Linked DNA regions of Sus scrofa: region 1 is linked to region 2. Evidence: chromatin contacts called from public Hi-C data. All regions are on one chromosome and are shown on one strand. Each heading gives the region's core, a stretch centred on a gene start, on an enhancer-like site or on the middle of the called end of the contact. The rest is flanking DNA. Distances are from core to core; before and after follow the strand shown. Region 1 holds the start of TM9SF4 (transmembrane 9 superfamily member 4). Region 2 holds the start of TPX2 (targeting protein for Xklp2).

Region 1 (5,100 bases), core at 1,391-3,890, 330 kb before region 2:
TTTTTCTTTTTAGGGCTGCACCAATGGCATATGTAAGTTTCCAGGCTAGGGGCTGAATCGGAGCTGTAACTGCCAGTCTACACCACAGCCACAGCCACACCAGATCCTTAATCCACTGAGCAAGGCCAGGGATGGAACCCGTGCCCTCACGGTTACTAGTCAGATTGGTGTTTCAACTGTGCCACAACGGGAACTCCCCCCTTCCCCCCTTGGTCCTTGACACTTGCCATCTCCTTTGCCTGGAACACTCTTTGCAATGCTGGTTTCTTGTCAATCAGCTCTCAACTCATGTCACTTTCTCTGAGAAGAGAACTCTAACCACTTAATCCAAAGCAGTTGCATCACCTTGTCACCCCCAATCACCATCACTTCACTTTGCTGTCTTCATAGCACTTACCACTATCTGACATTACCTTGCTGGTTTATTTGTTTAGTTACTCACTGACTGTCTGCAGACTAGAAAAGCTCAAGGGTAGGGACCTTGACCCTCTAATTTACCAGTACATCCCTAGGTCTTGGCACAGAGCAGGCACTCAAATATTTGTTGATTAAATAAACGAGTACCAGAAATACGTATCGCTAACTTATTACCTCTTAAAAACTTTTGAACAGGGCAAGAATTTCCCAGTGCAATGCTGTAAATGTCACTTTATTGAACTTTTTCCCTATGGCAAAAGAGGGTGTGACTTTCCTGTTAAGTTCTTACACCATCCTTGTCCAGAATGTGGTCCAGGAAAAAAAATGGGTTTCAACATGCCACTTTTGGGGTCTTTCCCCACTGTGATAACAGACTGAAGTCTAAAACCACAGCAAGGCTATTAAGTCTTCTGGCTGACCCCTGAGGTTCTAAATAATGAATCCCTCATTAAATAAAAAAAAGATAATTTATCAGTTGGTTAGCTGGAGGGGAACTTGTTATCAGCTGATAACCTACACCTGTTTGGAGAAAATCAAACCAAAGAATTAAAAAAGAATTTTCCTTTGCTAAAGTCAAATGTCCTTTGCAAGCACTCACAGGATGAAATTACCTGCTGAGGAAGCAACATACAGGCACACCTAGAAAACTAGTTTGGACTAAGTGACTTCAGTTTTGGTTCTGGTTTCTTTCCTTCTTTTTTTTTTTTTTTTTTTTTTTGCTTTTTTAGGGCCACACTTGCGGCATATGGAAGTTCCCAGGCTAGGGGTCAAATCGGAGCTGCAGCTACCGGCCTACACCACAGCAACTCAGGAGCTGAGCCAAGTCTGCGACCGGATCCCTGACCCACTGAGCAAGGCCAGGGATCGAACCCGCATCCTGATGGATACTAGTCAGATTCGTTTCCACTGTGCCATAATGGGAACTCCCTAGTTCTGGTTTCTTGACAAACAGAACATCAGCCGAGTTTCTGTAAGGAGACTGGGCTAGTCCTTCATAGATCTACTTCCAGCGTTCTGCACCAGGAGCCAGCAAGTCCTGACCCACTTTCCTTGTACAGCTTGTCCATACACCCTTATCCTCACACAGGCTTCATCCTAATGAGCTGTGTGGCCCTGTAGGAGCATAGGTAGGTGATGGAGCCACGCGGGGCTGGTATAGTGCTTTTCAAAACAAAATTACAGACCATCATAATCACTGGAGTCTTATAAAAGTGCAGATTCCTGGGCATCACCTAGCCTTACGAATTAGAATCTTTGGAAACTGCATTTTTAACAAGTCTCCCCCATCACCCCTCCCCCCCCCGCCGCCCAGTCTTACGCACAGTAAAGTTGAGAACCAGTGGGATAAAAGCTCCCCAGGAGAGAGGCAGGGAGTTGAGAAAAGGCAGGATAAATGATTAGGGATGGATGTGGGGATGGAGAATGCATGGGGGGCGGGTAAAAGCATGCTTCGGGGCACTGGCAGGCGTTACAGGTGCGCGGTGGGAACAGTCGAGGGTAGTAGTGAGGACATGGCTTGGGCTGGGAGGCTGGACAGAAGTGAGGTCGCATCCGCGTACTAGTCAGGATAGTGGAGAGGCGGAGTGGCGGAGAGAGCGGGGTTTGGACGTGAGAAGGAGCGAAGGTGGAAATAATGGGGGGCTCTTCAGAAGGGACAGGGCTGGGATGTGAAAATTGGAAAGTGGAGGTCATAATGGAAGGGACCAAAGTCAGAATAAGAACTGGCGGAGGGTGCAGCCAAGACCTTTCCTCCGACCCTGTGCCTCCCCCAAAACTTCGGGCCTTGACAGGCCTGAGTGCAGGGCAAAGGCCGGGGCAAGGGGCGGAGTTTATGGATAAACGAGTCCAATCAGGAATGTCTCTCAGGCCTGAGCTAGGGGTCGTGGAGATGGATCAGACCAGGAATAGGACACCAGAGGGTCCTGGGATCCCCGGAGGGCCCCGCTCCTTCTCCGGCTCCCAGAGTCTCCTTCACTCACCATCCCCGCCGCCATCTTGGATCCACGTGTCGCCGTAATGACGTCAGCGGAAGTGGTGTTTCCTTGGTTACGGAGTTGAACTCCTTGAGGTGCTGCCTGGCTTCAGTCGCTCCTGTGGTCACGGTGAGTGGAGGCACGAAGGAGGCTTAGTTCCTGATCGGTAGCCTGGTCTGGGCAATCAGGTCGCTGATTAGGTGAAAAGAGAGGATGGTGTAACTATGGGGACCATATTAACTTCTGGCAGAACCTGCTCCTCCCCCTCCTGCCACTGCATTGTGGGTAATGGCGGTGTGCGTAAACGCGCTTGTTCTGTGGGCTCCATCTTTACTATTGGCAGGGAGACCCTTTGCCAGGGTTACCTGAGGTTCCCCACTGGGTCGGTACCAGGGCTCTATTAACCGAATAATTTGTAATTATGTTTTTAATTATTTGCTTGAATATTCTATATCCTCTCCAATAGATTATAATCCCTCTGTGGGTAAGATGCTGTCTTTAACCTCACTGCCTCATTCGTATCTGTGAAATGGAGAGGGGATTATTATAATACCTTCATTATAGACTTACGGTAAGGATCCAGTGACATAATGTTATGTAGTATTATTCAATAACTAATTGTCATTATACCGTTTTTTTTGTTTGTTTGTTTTTGTTTGTTTTTTTTTTTGGCCGCACCCACTGCCTATGGAAGTTCCTGGGGCTAGGGATCAAACACACTTGATAGCAGCAATCTGAGCCACAATGATAAAGCCGAATCCTTAACCTGCTGAGACACCAGGGAACTCCTCATTATACTCTTATGTATACTCCTTTGAGCATATGGTGGATGCCAATGAATGAAGGAAAAACAGCATAGTTAGTGAAGGAAGACTATATATAATACACACACACACACACACACACACACACACATACTTTTTTTTTTCTTTTTTTTTTTGGCTGCTCTGCAGCATATGAAGTTCCTCTGCTAGGGGTCAGCTCTGAGCTGCCAGATTCTTTAACCCACTGTGCCAGGCCAGGGATCAAACCTGCCTCCTGACACTGCAGACTCTGATGATTCAGTTGTGCCACAGCAGGAATTCCAGGGGAAGACATTTTTGAATGTGGATTTCACCATGTGCTAGCTACCTAAGCGTATGACTCAAGGCAGGTCACTCAACCTTCCTAAGCCTCAGTTTCCAGTATCTGGAAAAGGGAACCCAAAGAGTTGTGGTGTTATCATTGGTCCATGTATCACTGTGAAGTGGATATAGTACCTGTGCTATCTGTAACTGTTAGGGGAAGTTGTTAAAATAATAATGGTTAATAATAATCACTTACTGAACATTTGCTGTGTGCTACAGTGTTTGGCATTATGCAAAAACTATTCGTAAGACTCTAGTCTAATCCTACCTTTTGGTAGGGGGTCAATTGAACTTTGATTCCCCACCTATGAGCATGACTGTGGTGGATTGTGGGCAAAGACGGCTGCCAATAAGCCCTCTCATCTTTGCATGAGGATGCTGTTTCTCCCATCAAGGAGTAAGCTATTTCTCCTCCTTTTGAATCTGGCTGGTCTTATCACTTGCTTTAACCCATAGAATGTTGTATAAATGACCCTGCCAATTCTGAGTCTAAGCCTGAAGAGACTTGGCAGCTTTTGCTTCTATTATCTTGGGTCTAAAGATGTCTGGCTACCCAGCTGGAGAGCCACATGGAGGAGGGAGGCCCAGCTAACTCCTCAAGATACTCTAGATTCCAGCTGAGCACTAGAATGTAAATGAAATCATCACAGACATTCTAACCCTAGCTGAACTGCCAGCCGAATGCAGCCATATGCATAATCTTATCTGATGCCACATGGAGCAAAAAACCTGCCCAGCTGAGCCTAGTTGTTTTAGATTTTGGAGTAGTTTCTCATGCAGCAATAAATAATTGAAACACATATGTAATAACTCCTGTGACCCACACAACCACCCTGAAGAGTAGCAGAACAGATAAATCCTCAAGGGGAGGAAGCTTGAAAGACTAGGGGAGGGATTTGTCTGAAGTGTCACAGCTACTAAGCCATAGGCTCCAAACTTGGAACCACTTCTGGAGCTTGAATCCTAGGTGTTTGCCATTATTTCTGGATGCCTTAAGGGAGATGATTGATAAGGAACAAAACCCCCCAAAAATGGCTCATTATTCCTCAGTATTTCTTTTTACTCTCCTTATACTTTCTGTTTTTCCCAAAGGCTTTCAGATCCCAGTCTCCTTTGGTAACATACATAAATATATCAGAATCCTGGAGTTAGGAGTTCAGTGGGTTATGAACCCGACTAGTATCCATGAGGATGCGGATTCCATCTCTGGCCTCAGTGGGTTAAGGATCTGGTGTTGCCATGAGCTGTGGTGTAGTTTGCAGACAGACTCAGCTTGCAGACAGACTCAGCTTGGATCTGGTGTTGCTTTGGTTGTGGCATAGGCCAGTTTCCATTTGACCCCTAGCCTGGGAACTTACAGGTGTGGCCCTAAAAAAAAAAAAAAAAAAATCCTGGAGCTAGACTGCCCAGGTTTAGATTCCCATCTCTGTCTATCACCCACCAGCATCACAGTATGCACAAATTTCTTTCTTCCTTCCCTCCCTCCCTCTCTTCCTTTGTTCCTTCCTTCCTTTCTGTCTTTCTGTCTTTTTAGGGCTGCATCTGTAGCATATGGCGGTTCCCAGGCTAGGGGTCCAGCTGCC
Region 2 (5,420 bases), core at 1,964-4,463:
CAGGTTCAATCCCTGGCCTCACTCAGTGGGTTAAGGATCTGGCATTGCCGTCAACTGTGGTGCAGGTTGCAAACTCAGTTTGGATCTGGCGTTCTGCGGCTGTGGTGTAGGCCAGCAGGTACAGCTCCGATTTGACCCCTAGCCTGGAACTTTCATATGCAGTGGGTGCAGCCCTTAAAAAAATAAAAAGTAAAAAATAAAAAAGTAGAAATGGCAATTTATAAAAAATTTTTAAACTAAGTGCCTACAAAAAATGTTATACCCCTCTCAATAACCTTTAACTTCCCCCAATCAAGTTTCTCCAAAACTTGGACAAAAACAGAACCCCTCTCAGTTATCTATACTTTTTTCACAAAGTACCTTGGGCTGCTGATCTGTCTCAAACACAGATGTATTCACAGAACTGACTGGGCTGTTCAATCTCCCTATAGTCAATTCTGCTTCCTAACTTTACCCATGGCAAAGAAAATTCAGTTTCAGTTTGCCAAAGAACATTTAAATCTCTCCACCTGCTTTCTTCTCCAGTAATCCAAAAAGAATTAGAGAAGAGACCCAGGAAAGGATGAAGAAAAAAATATATAGGGAATATAGGAGAATGCTGAACCTATTCTGGTACCTAAACAAGAAATGAAGAAGCTTCCCACATAATCCTGTCTCCTGAAGAAGCTTAATTGCAGCTGCAGGATAAATTAACTTTACTAAGGTTAGACTACATAGACTTAAGTACAAGGCTGGCCAAAATAACTGTTTTATTTAAATAATTTGAAATTTTACAATGAGATCCTACTGTGTAGCACTGAAAACTATGTCTAGATACTTACATCGAAACACAACAATGGGAGGAAAAATTATGTATACATGTATGTGTAACTTGGTCCTCATGCTATACAGTGGAAAAAATATAAATAAATAAATCAATAAGAGATGGACAAGAAAAAAATTAAAATAAATAATTTGAAAGTTTAAACAAATTTGCCGTCCTATTTCAATAAATTCAGTTTCACATATATGAAATTGTGTAGTCAATTTAAATAAAGCCTTCTTGCCTTTCTAATTCAACAGATATTGAATGAGAGATTTTCATGCACCAAGATGGTTCTAGTTCAGTTCTAACTAAATTCACTTTATCAAGAGTAGTTTGTGTCCTACCTGCTTCCCAAAGCCACTCCTGCCTGTTTTGGGGTGTTTTTTGGGTTGCTTTTTGTTTTTTGTGTGTGTCTTTTCTTAGCTGTGCCTGAGACATGCACAAGATCCTGGACCAGGGATTGAACCTGAGCCACAGCAGTGACAATGCTGGTTAAGACTGAGCTAACGGGGAACGCTCACCCTTGTCCCTTTTAAGACTCCTTGATCTCCCTCACCTCTAAATTGCCAGGGCACTTACAGTACAAAACAACAGAGCACTCAGATGCTGTTTTGTGCTAATTGTCACTTGTCAATTTGATTCAGACTTTTGTCCTGAAGCATAGCAGAAACCTCATATCTGTATATGCACAGCATCTAGTACCAATCTGAGCACAGAGTACAACCCTCAAAGGTCAATTAATTACCTGAGTGAGCTGGGAACCACAATAATTTTGAAACCAAGAGTGACAACTTAATGCTGAACAGACACACTCACAGTATGACTCCAAAACAACCAAGTTTGATTTAGGGATAGCAGGACAGGGGGTGTGATATACTGAGATCACAACATAAAAATATCCTTAGTAACACAGAAAATAGTTCAAATGTTGACATCTGATGAGTGAGACAAATTCAAAGACAGGCCATAGGATGGCAAGATAAGGTAAGGCTGAACCAGGGAGAAATCCAAGCAATGATCTTAAAGCAAAATCAGAGAGTTCCTGTTATGGCCCAGGAGTAACAAACCCAAGTAGTATCCATGAGGGTATGGGTTTGATTCCTGGCCTTGCTCAGTGAGTAAGGATACAGCATTGCCATGAACTGCGGCATAGGCCAGGAGCTTACAGCTCCTATTTGACCCCCTAGCCTGGGAACTTCCATATGCCCCTCGTTTGGCCCTAAAAAGACAAAATAATAATAAGTTTAAAAAATAAATAAATAAATAAAGCGAAATCAGTAGAGCACTCAGATGCTGTCTTGTCCCAAGCAGGACTGATTGGCAGGAAATGCTTGGTACTTGAATATTAGAAAGTCGTGAGAAAAGAAACCATGTATCTAGAAACCAGGGAAGGGTTCCAACTGTGGCACATATGCTGCCGGGGGCGAACAAAAGGAAAAAAAGAGAACAGGAGAAAAAAAACAATCCCACAATATTATAGCCTGGTTCACTTTTCCTTCCCTCTTCAATCTCTACATGTTTTAGGATAGGAAATTAGAAAGGCAATAGTAACTAGTGGTTCCACACAAAGAGGAAGGGCTGGGCAGACAGGGATAAAACAATGAATTTTAAATCCCCCAACAGAAAGACAACTCCAAGTGGAATTAAACTTGCCCTCAATTATGTTCTCACACCACCTCATTTACCTTTCCAACTTACACAGTTGTTCTGAAATGCAGTTGTCTGTGGCTGTTTTCCTCCGCTAAATGCCTTCTTGAGGGCGGGGCTACAGTTTATCACCCTTTTCTCAAAATGTTTCTAGATTACAGGCCTCAGTTTACTCCCTATAAAAGAAGGATAAGAATAGCACTAACTTCACCGGCTTTGGGTGAAAATTAAATGAGAAAACAGTGCTTAGTCCAATAAACGCCTGTTTCATGTGTGCTGGGTAATATAATTGTCGTTACCGTTATCCTTAGCCCATAGTCTCCCCCAACTCCTCCTTCCACCTATTTCCCAAGCCGGCCTCTGCCTCTACCTGAAGACACAGCTCGCTAGACCCGATCCGGACGGACTTCACGGGGAAATCCTATTACCAAGAGAAGGGTGGCCGGAAGCCCGGCTCCCGCTACGCAGGACAGAACGGCGCCCCTGCAGCACACTTTCCCAGAAGCCAGGCCCTCAAGGCAGCGCTGGGAGGCGACCTCCAGAAGCTCGAAATCAGGGAGAAGCCTGCCCTGAGCCCTGGGTGCTCCCCTTTTCTCCCCACGGCTCACCTCACCTCGGCGCTGACAACCGACCGCCCAGAAAACCCGCCGCGGGATTCATTCAGTACCGTTGAAAATTTGAACCCAGACTCTCCAGTCAAACGCACCAATCAGAGAGCCAGGATCCGGCTAGCCCAGCCTCCCGATTGGCCCGAGAGATCTCAGCGGCGCCGGAAGTCAGCCTGAGGGACGAGCAAACAACCGGCCCCAGAGGCTTCTGGGAAATGTAGTACAAGAGCCTGAGTCGGTAGGGATAATTCCAAAGAAGAAATTACTACAAAGCCCAGAATGCTTCGCTCCAAACTCTTTGGGAAAGATGGTACTACCAACTGAAGAGGTGGAGGTCGAATTTAGGTAACAGAACGGCGTGCGTCCTGGACCTCCCCAAAACATTCACGGAAGAGAATTTCTCATTTTTTTTTATTATTCTCCCTGTAGTTATGCATAGTGCTTTGAATATTCACGAGAATTCACTTCGTTTTAACATCGAGTCCTCTGCATGCAATATAGACTCGCCCCCGGAGTCTCTGCCAAGTGTGGAGTCTCTCGAACTCTTTATCCAGTCCACGCCCTGATATTACTGGCTAAAGCGGTGATTTGGCGGTGCTTGGTCCTCCCCTTTTAATTCCATCTACATCCTTAGCTTTTTTACTGTCGTATTGTAGAAGAGAAAACAAAGGCCCAGAGAAGTTGAATAAACATCAAAAGTCATATTTTTTAAGTGGAGGAGATGGGATTTGAATTAAGAATGTCTGGTCCTATACATCATCAGTAGTCAATTAGAGGATAATAGCAAGGACAGAACAAGAAGATGAACGTTCGTAATAACAAAAGCAGTTTCCTCTGTAGTGCAGTGGGATCATTGGTCTCTTGAGAGCGCTGGGACTGATATTGGATCCCCGGTTGGGCACAGTGGGTTCAGGGTCAGGAATTGTGATTTTGCCGCAAGTGCTGCTTTGGCTAGGATCTTATTCCTGGCCAGGCAACTCCATTTGCCGCGTGGGAGGCCAAAATAAACACATATAACAAGAAAGGCTACAAAGTTTTGAAAAATATACCTAAGATCTTCACAGTAGATTTTTCTAAAGGGAAAACTTCGTTGAGTAACTATAAAAATAATTAAATAAGGGTATATACCTTATTAATAGATGGGGATATATATAATACTGTAAATTTTCCATGTTAAAAGTTCAAGGCACAAAGTTTCTTGGTGGCCTAGTGGTTAAGGATTCCACGTTCTCATTGCTGTGTCTGGGGTGGATCCCTGGCCTGGGAATTTCCTCATGCCCTGGGCACACCCCCCGACCCCCAAAAAAGTTCAAGGCAATTCCAATGAAAATCCTGATAGGTTTTGTCATGGAATTTGCCAAGTTGATTCTAAAATTCATGTGGAAGAGAAAGAGCATCTGAATTTTGAAAACATAATAGAAATTGCCATACCAGATCTCATAAATATTAATATATGAGATTATAGTAATTTTTAAAGTATTGCTGTTCCCACAGTGGCACAGCAGGTTAAAGATCCTGCTTGTCTCTGGGGTGTGGGGACTCCATTACAAGCCCCCCAGCCCAGCCCAGTGGGTTAAGGATCCAGCATTGCTGCAGCTATGGCAAATCATAGCTGAGGTTTGGGTTCAATCCCTGGCCTGGGAACTTCCATGTGCCATTGGTGCTGGAAAAAAAAAAAAAAAAAGTCTTATTAATTGACTCCACGGGGATTCAATCAGCAAAATCCAGATGGGAAAATTTGACAGGAAAAAAAGATCTAGTTTCTTCAAGACATAAACATCAGGAGTTCCCTGCTGGCTCAGCCATATATCCCAAGTTATCACTGCTGAGGTGCTGGTTACTGCTGTGGTGAGAGTTTGATCCCTGGCCCTGGAACTTCCAAATGACACAGGTGGGACCAAAAAAAATAGAAACAGAAAAAGAAAGAAAGGGAAGGAGGGAGTTCCAAGGAAAACAAAAAATTTTAAAACCCCTGCAAGAGTGGGGGGGGTGCTTTTATTTTTTAACACTCCTTATTTTTTAGAGACACATATAGAAATGATGAGGATGAAGTGTGTCTGGAATGTGCTTCAAAATTATCTGGAGTATGCTGGAAGGAAAGTAGATGGGAGTATAGATGAGACAAGATTAGCCACAAATTAATAATTATTAAAACTGAGTGACAGCAAGTTCCTGTTGTGGCTCAGTGGGTTGCAAATATGACATAGTATCCATGAGGATCCAGGTTCAATCTGTGGCCTTGCTCAATGGGTTAAGGATCCAGCATTGCTGTGGGCTGTGGTGTAGGTCACAACTTGGCTCAGGTCCTGCATTGCTGAGACTATGGCATAGGCTGGCAGCTGCAGGTCGGATTCCACCCC

What was found. Hi-C and Micro-C count contacts between places; a contact is called where the count stands out from the background.
Region 1: a contact with region 2 is called in a Hi-C map of liver, with 4 times the contacts expected there. The contact joins the promoter of TM9SF4 here to the promoter of TPX2 in region 2. A contact is called at or near these places in 1 of 5 promoter capture datasets (liver) and 3 of 47 Hi-C or Micro-C datasets (heart right ventricle, liver and skeletal muscle).

Annotation. Positions count from the first base shown.
Region 1 is chr17:35,762,643-35,767,742 of Sscrofa11.1, reverse strand. It overlaps TM9SF4 (transmembrane 9 superfamily member 4), which reads right to left and starts at 2,640. Exons shown (of 18, transcript XM_005672825.3): 1 at 2,397-2,640. The coding sequence starts at 2,411.
Region 2 is chr17:35,429,064-35,434,483 of Sscrofa11.1, reverse strand. It overlaps TPX2 (targeting protein for Xklp2), which reads right to left and starts at 3,213. Exons shown (of 19, transcript XM_021078098.1): 1 at 3,061-3,213; 2 at 2,491-2,628.